Regions from separate parts of the Sus scrofa genome. Here region 1 is linked to region 2. The links are chromatin contacts, called in public HiChIP or PLAC-seq maps. All regions are on one chromosome and are shown on one strand. The core of a region is the stretch at or near the end of the contact, and the rest is flanking DNA. Distances in the headings are between cores, read along the strand shown. Region 1 holds the start of APBA3 (amyloid beta A4 precursor protein-binding family A member 3). Region 2 holds the start of CCDC94 (coiled-coil domain-containing protein 94).

What was found. HiChIP or PLAC-seq counts read pairs in DNA pulled down with a chosen protein or histone mark.
Region 1: an H3K27ac HiChIP or PLAC-seq map of alveolar macrophages shows a contact between it and region 2. The contact joins the promoter of APBA3 here to the promoter of CCDC94 in region 2. A contact is called at or near these places in 1 of 47 Hi-C or Micro-C datasets (liver) and 1 of 2 datasets of contacts at active chromatin or transcription factors (alveolar macrophages).

Annotation. Positions count from the first base shown.
Region 1 is chr2:74,928,753-74,932,590 of Sscrofa11.1, forward strand. It overlaps APBA3 (amyloid beta A4 precursor protein-binding family A member 3), which reads left to right and starts at 1,325. Exons shown (of 14, transcript XR_002341692.1): 1 at 1,325-1,471; 2 at 2,090-2,719; 3 at 2,808-2,847.
Region 2 is chr2:74,525,833-74,529,646 of Sscrofa11.1, forward strand. CCDC94 (coiled-coil domain-containing protein 94) reads right to left here and starts at 2,501. Exons shown (of 8, transcript XM_013994769.2): 1 at 2,368-2,501. The coding sequence starts at 2,391.

The DNA.
Region 1 (3,838 bases), core at 75-2,574, 400 kb after region 2:
AGTTTACAATTAAGGAAGCCAGAAGCTCAGGGAGGTAACGTTAAGACAGGTGAGCCATTCTGCTAACCCTAACCCTCCCTACTGTGAGCTAAAGTCCGTCCACAGTATGGTCCCTGCCCTGCTTCCAGTGTCCCTGGAATTGAGAGAATCTCTTAACGCTAGTTTAGGATTTTCCAGTCTCATTTCTTTCTTTCTTCATTTTTTCCCCTGTCTTTTTAGGGGCCCCACCCATGGCACATGGACATTTCGAGGCTAGGAGTCAAATCGAGTGGTAGCTGCCAGTCTACACCACAGCAATACAGGATCTGAGCCACACCTGTGGCCTACACCACAGTTTAAAGCAACGCTGGATCCTTAACCCACTGAGTGAGGCCCAGAATGCCAGTCGGTCTGATTCGTTACCACTGAGCCACAATGGCAACTCCCAGTCTCATTTCTTCATCTTTTTCTTTCTTTTTTAGTGTCGGTGGCATGTGGAAGTTCCTGGGTCAGGGATCAAACCCGCACCACAGTGGTAACCAGAGCCACGAGCCACATCAGTGACAACTGCCAGATCTAGCTGAGCCACACTTTTGATTTTTGGCTCCAGCATGCGGAATCTCAGTTCTCAGACTATGGATTTGAACTTTGGCTGCAGCAGCGACAACGCTGAGTCCTAACCACTAGACCACTAGGGAACTCCCAAGCAGTGCTTTTTTTCTTTTCTTCTTCTTCTTTTTTTTTTTTTTTTTTTGTTTTCCTTTTTGCCATTTCTTGGGCCGCTCCCATGGCACATGGAGGTTCCCAGGCTAGGGGTCGAATCAGAGCTGCAGCCGCCGGCCTACGCTAGAGCCACAGCAACGTGGGATCCGAGCCACTTCTGTAACCTACACCACAGCTCACAGCAACGCCGGATCCTTAACCCACTGAGCAAGGCCAGGGATCGAACCCACAACCTCATGGTTCCTAGTCGGATTCGTTAACCACTGAGCCACGACGGGAACTCCATCTTTTCTTTTTTCTTTTTAGGGCACAAGCGGAATATGGAGGTTCCCATGCTAGGGGTCAAATCCGAGCTGTAGCGGCGGACCCTTAACCCTGCGATGGAACCCGCGTCCCCAATGTATGCTAGTCAGATTCGTTTCCGCTGAGCCAGGATGGGGACTCCACAATCAGCGTTCTTTTTAACCCCATATTGCAGTTGAGGAAAAAAGCCTCAGAGGCCAGCTCTTGGGTTTCACTCTGGGTAAATGGAAGTCTGGGATTCAAACTAGCGGCCCCAACATCTAGCGCCCCCTCGCGGAGGGTCAGAACTACATTTCCCAGCAAGCCCCGGGGACGTGCGCATGCCCAGTGATCCAGGAGGACTGCGCGGACAGATCTGCCGGCGCCCTGTCTGGGAATTGGCAAGCGGCGGCGCCTGGCAGGACTGGACCAACTCTGGCGCAGGGTCCTGGGGGCCTCGTGGGTTGAGACCACCTCGGTTTGGGACGTGAGTATCCTGGAGGGGCAGAGCGAGGTCTGGGGACAGCGCCTGAGGTCACAGGTCTGAAGTCTTGAGTCTGGGGTCTGAGCGAGAACAGGTACTTAGTTCTCCGCTTTAGAGTCAAGTTATGTCTTCAGGCTGGGTCTGAGGTCGAGGTCCGAGCCTGGGGTCAATCTTGAGCATGGCATTGGAGGTCTTGAGATGAAAGTCTGCTTTTTGGCGTATTGGAGCTCTAGTATTAAGTTTGAAGTTTGGGGTCTTGAATCCCGGGTCTCAGAGACCTCTACCTGTCTAGTCTGTATGGTAAGGGTGTGTCTCCAGTCTGGGGAGGAAGACTTGGAAGAACCAGGGCTGGGATGAACATCGTCCGTGGAAGGGGTGAGGTCTGGGGTAACAGGTACCTAAGAATCCCCTGGGGTTTGTAGTGAGAGGGATGGGGAACCTCTGCCTTAAAACTGCTCCTTCTGCCCTCAGTTTCCTTATCTGTAAAATGGGGATCATAGCAAAGCCTTCATTGGAGGGTATGGCGGGGATTACATTGTGTGTCCTGTATGAACAGCACCCAGCTAGCACCTAGTAACAGGTTGGTACCCAGGAAATCTCATCTTTGATTCTATTTTTCAGATGCTGGCTTGAGCCTGGGGTCCTGGCATGGAATTCCTAACAGCCTCCCAACCTCCTCCAGGATCTCCAGCCTCCCAACCTCCTCCAGGATCTCCAGCCATGGAGTTGGAGGAACCCAAGGATACACTTTTGCCCTCTCAGGATCTCTCCTCTGATTGCCAGTGGGACCCAGCGCCAGGAGGCCATAGCAGCCTGAGTCAAATGGAACTTGATGGGCTAAATATTCAGGACCTGGTACAACAGTTTGAAGCTCTGCCAGGTGATCTGGTGGGCCTGTCCCCAGATGGAGCCCCATGTCCCCTGCACATTGCCACTGGCCATGGTCTGGCCTCACAGGACATCACCGATGCCCATGGGCTCTTGTCTGCTGAGGCTGGCCGCGATGACTTGCTGAGCCTTTTGCAGCAAGATGAGTGCCCTCCTTCCCAGTTGTGTCCCCAGGAACCTCTGGACCCTGCTCCTCGCCTGTTGCAGCCCCCTGAGGACCCAGAGGAAGATGCTGGCCCTCAGGAGTGGGCTGAGGGAGCCTCTGCTGAGCGGGGTGGCAGTGGGAGTTCAAGCAGCTCCCCGGAACCCTGGCTGGAGACAGTACCTCTGGTTGCTCCTGAAGAGCCACCTGCCAATGTCAAGGTAGAGCCTGCCCTGCCCCTGAGGCCACCTCCACTGCTGGAAGCCAAGAAGGAGGACTCAGGCCTGTCCCTCTTCTATCTTCTTCCAGAGTCCCGAGACCCTGGCTTCATACCCTGCCCTCCAGGAGGGTGAGTGTCCCACCCACCCTGGCCCCAGGGACTTAGGGACTTCAGATTGGCCCAACTCAAGTTCCCAAAATCTGGCAAAAAGTTTGCCAGAAAGAAGTTGTTTCTATAGAGGCTCTGAGGTTGGCTTTGAGGAGATTCCAGATACTGGGGGAAGGGAGACATTCATGAGAATTCTCTGCAAGGAGTAGGGGGTGGTAGGGCATGCTTGGCAAATTGTAGCCCTAGATTCTAGAGCAAGGGTTGGCAAATAACTGTCTGTGGATCAAATCCAGCCTGCCACTTATTGTGGTATGTCTTGTGAGCTAAGATGACCTTTGCATTTTTATTTTATTTATTTATAAATTTTTTATTTATTTTTGCTTTTTAGGGCCACACCAGCGGCTAGGGGGTCGAATCAAAGCTAAAAAGCAAAAACATAAAAATGAAAACGAGGAGTTACCATTGTGGCTCAGTGGTTAACAGATCCGACTAGGAACCATGAAGTTGCAGGTTTGATCCCTGGCCTCGCTCAGTGGGTTAAGGATCCGGCATCGTTGCCGTGAGCTATGGTGTAAGTCGCAAATGCGGCTTGGATCTGACATTGCTGTGCCTGTGGCAAAGGCCGGCAGCTATAGCTCCAATTAGACCCCTAGCCTGGGAACCTCCATATGCCGCAGGTGTGGCCCTAGAAAATACAAAAAGACAAGAAAAAAGAAAATGATAGGTAGTTTAAGTATTCACAAATAAAGTTTTACTGGGATAAACTCATGCCCTTGCATTCATGTGTTGTCTGTGGCAGCTTTTTGTTACAACAGCCAGGCTGAGTAGTTGCAAAATAGACTTATCTGGCCTACAAAATAAAAAATACTTACTGTTCAGCCCTTTGCAGAAGATTTTGCCAGTTTCCCCTCACAGCATGAGAAGATCTGTTCTAGAATATTCCCCCCAATGGAGTTCCCATCGTGGCGCAGTGGAAACGAATCCTACTGGGAACCATGAGGTTGCAGGTTCG
Region 2 (3,814 bases), core at 1,251-3,750:
CATGCAGGCACCTCTGCCCAGCATGGATGACGACTCCAGGAGGTGAGCAGATGCTCAGCATAACCACATGGTTTGTTCAAATGGTTTAAGCTAATGGAGCCATCCTTTTCGAGGGACAGTGAGAACCACCCTGAAATTCAAGTTCCTGGATGCCAGCCAAGGTACAACATTGCAAGGAGGCCTTATAGTGTTGTTGTTGTTTTTCCTTTTTATAGCCTCACCTACAGCATATGGAAGTACCAGGCTAGGGGTTGAATCAGAGCTGCAGCTGAGGCCTATACCATGGCTACAGCATTACCAGATTCGAGGCACATCTGTGACCTACATCAGAACTTGTGGCAACACTGGATCCTTAACCCACTGAGTGAGACCAGAGATCGAACCCACATCCTCATGGATACTAGTCAGGTTCATAACCCGCTGAGCCACAATGGGAACTCCTATGCCGGATTCTTAACCCACTAAGACACAACGAGAACTCCAGAAGCAGGTCTGTCTTTCTCTTTCTTTAGGGCCTCACCCAGGGCATACGAAGTTCCCAGGCTATGGGTCGAATCAGAGCTGTAGCTGCCAGCCTATACCACAGCCACAGCAACGCCAGATCCAAGCCACATCTGCAACCTACCCCACAGCTCACTGCAACGCCGGATCTTTAACTCACTGAGCAGGGCAAGGGATCGAACCTACAACCTCATGGACACTAGTCGGGTACACTACTGCTGAGCCACAACGGGGACTCCTCACAAGCAGGCCTTTCTAAGGACAGCAGCCTCAGGCCTGTCGCATTAACTCTTTCTGCACAGGAGCCTGAGATGGAAAGTGTGGGGAAGGTGAGTTTGGATTATGTTTAAAAATCACCACGCAGGATAAACAGAAAATAAAGCACTTTGAGCTCTGAGCACTTACGAGGTGCCACATACTATTTAGAGCTTTACATCCCTTGTTTTATGCAATCCCTGCAAAGACCTGAGACAGACAGCAGAGTACCCATAGGAAACTGAATCCTGGTGGTTTCAGCTACTCAAGGTCACACAGTGTGAGAAGCAAAGCCAGGGACACGACTTTGGGGAAACTGGTATCATGATTAAGAGCACACATTACAGAGCTGGGGGTACTGGGTTTGACTCCACCACTCTCTGGCTATTACATAATCTCTCTGGGCCTGAGTTTCCTCATCTGATGGAGGGATAACTTGTTCACCTGCAAGGACTTCGTGAATATGGCACTTAGAGCAGTACCTGGCAAACACAAGTATTTACCAGAAAGTTATGGGAATAGATGGCCTCCCAGCTAGATCCTCAGGATGGAAGAACTTTCACCCATATGAAGTCCTGGAATGTGAGGTGACTGGGGCTGGATTTTTCTTTTTCTTTCTTTCTTTTTTTTTTTAGTGCCAAACCTGTAGCATATGGGGGTTCCTGCGCTAAGGGTCAAATCCTAGCTGCAGCTGCCAAATCAGAGCTGTATCTGCGATCTGTGCCGCATCCTTCATCTACGCCGCAGCTTGCAGCAATGCCGGATCCTTAACCCACTGAGTGAAGCCAGGGATCAAACCCGCATCCTCATGCACACTAGCTGGGTTCTTAAGCCGCTGAGCTGCAACAGAAACTCCAGTGGCTGGATTCTTACCACAGGTGTTTAAAAGATTAGAGCACCGAGTTAGGGAAAGAGACATCAAACTGACCTTGGAAACCTGGGCTCGGAGCCATCAGTCTGGAGGTCTCTTCTCTACTCCTTCCTGACATCCTGGGTTTACACACTCCCAGGCCGGTGAGCTCACTCCTTACCTGGGAGCACACACCCTCTTAGACGGTGGGGGACAGGGACTCAGAATTCCGGAGTTTTCTTCTCTAGAAGCTGAATGCTGCTTTCCAGACCCCGCCCCCCTCAACACACACACCAGTTCTGTTAGGGAATGATTTTTTTTTTCCCCAAAAGAGCTGGCAGACTTAAGGCAACTGGAAAGGTCTCCAGCCGCACGCTGAATTTAGATAAGCCTAACCCTTCCCAAAGATCAGAACTGGCTAAAATAGACCCCCTGCCGGCGGTGCTTAGAGCTGAAATACCACGATTTTAAAATAGCTCCGCCCCAAGGAAAGTGATTGGATAATTCCCTTCAGAAGATCCAATCAGGAGAAGAGATCTGGTAAATACGCCCAAGCTCCGCCCCCAAAGGTGATGGGGTACACTCCAGGCTCCAGGATGAGGTTTAGCTGAAGGCCCACCCTCCGCGGAAGGTGATTGGGAGGAGTGTGCAGACCGTTGGGAAGAAGGCAAAGGTCCCACTAGAAGAGTATAATTAGCCCACTTCCGTTGGCTACGAGAGGTCCCACCACTGGTGGAAAGCCTTAGTCGCCCAACACTTACGTTTAAAACTTTTCGCTCCGACATCTTTGCCTCCTAGTCTTCTCACAAGCACGAGAGTACTGGTTAGGCTCGGTGCTTATCGAACTTTCCCGACCGTCTGTCCTTTGTATTTCCGCTTACGCCACTCCTTCAGCCGCTGTTATTGGCTGCAGCATATACAGCTTGCCTTTATCATTGGCTCCAGCTTCCGCCTGTCAACATCCGAGTCCCTCGGTCTTCCCTCCCTGGTTGCAACCCTGGGGGCGCTCATCAGAGGTTCCGGCGTTGGTCAGGATTTGAAATTTCAAGGAGGCGTTGCGCCCCCTAGAGGCGATGGGGCTGCCGGTCACGGCATTCCCTGTTTTCGTTTTTGTTTTTTTGGTTTTCTTCCTAGCGCCGCACCCGCGGCATATAGTTCACAGGCTAGGGGTCAGGTCGGAGCTACAGCTGCTGGCCTACACCACAGCCACAGCAACGCAGGATCCAAGCCGCGTCTGCGACCTACACCACAGCTCACAGCCATGCCAGATCCTTAACCCACTGAGGGAGGCCAGGGATGGAACCTGAAACCTCAAGGCTATTAGTCAGATTCGTTTCTGCTGCGTCACAACAGGAACTCCTCTTTTTGGTTTTTTAAGGGCCGCACCTGAGGCATATGGACTTCCCAGGCCTGGGGTCCAATCCGAGCTGCAACAGCCGGCCTTCACCACAGCAACGCCAGATCCCAGCATTGTCTGCGACCTACACCTCAACTCATGGCAATGCTGGATCCTTAACCCACTGAGTGGGGCCAGGGATCGAACCCACATCCTTATGGATACTGGTCGGATTCGTTACCACTGAGCCACAACAGGAACTCCTATTTGTTATTTCCCATGCCACACCAGCAGCATGTGGAAGTTCCTGGGCTAGGGATTGAATGGGAGCCACAGCTGCGATCTGTTCCTCAGCTGTGGCGATGAAGGATCCTTAACCCACTGTGGAGGCCCAAGGGTTGAACCTGCATCCTGGTGCTTCAGAGATGCCACTGATCCCATTGTACTACAGCCAGTCTTCCCTCCTACACACATATTTACTCCCTTATGTCTCCCTATTGCTTGCCTCTGTGTTCATCTTTCTTTTTTTTTTTTTTTTTTTGTCTTTTTGTCTTTTGTTGTTGTTGTTGCTATTTTTTGGGCCGCTCCCGCAGCATATGGAGGTTCCCAGGCTAGGGGTCGAATCAGAGCTGTAGCCACCGGCCTACGCCACAGCAACGCGAGATCCAAGCCGCGTCTGCGACCTACACCACAGCTCACGGCAACGCCGGATCGTTAACCCACTGAGCAAGGGCAGGGACCGAACCCGCAACTTCATGGTTCCTAGTCGGATTCGTTAACCACTGCGCCACGACGGGAACTCCTGTGTTCATCTTTCTAAAGAGGCCATCCCTTCCCTAGCCTCCCCCTTCCTTTTACAAATGTTTGCTCTG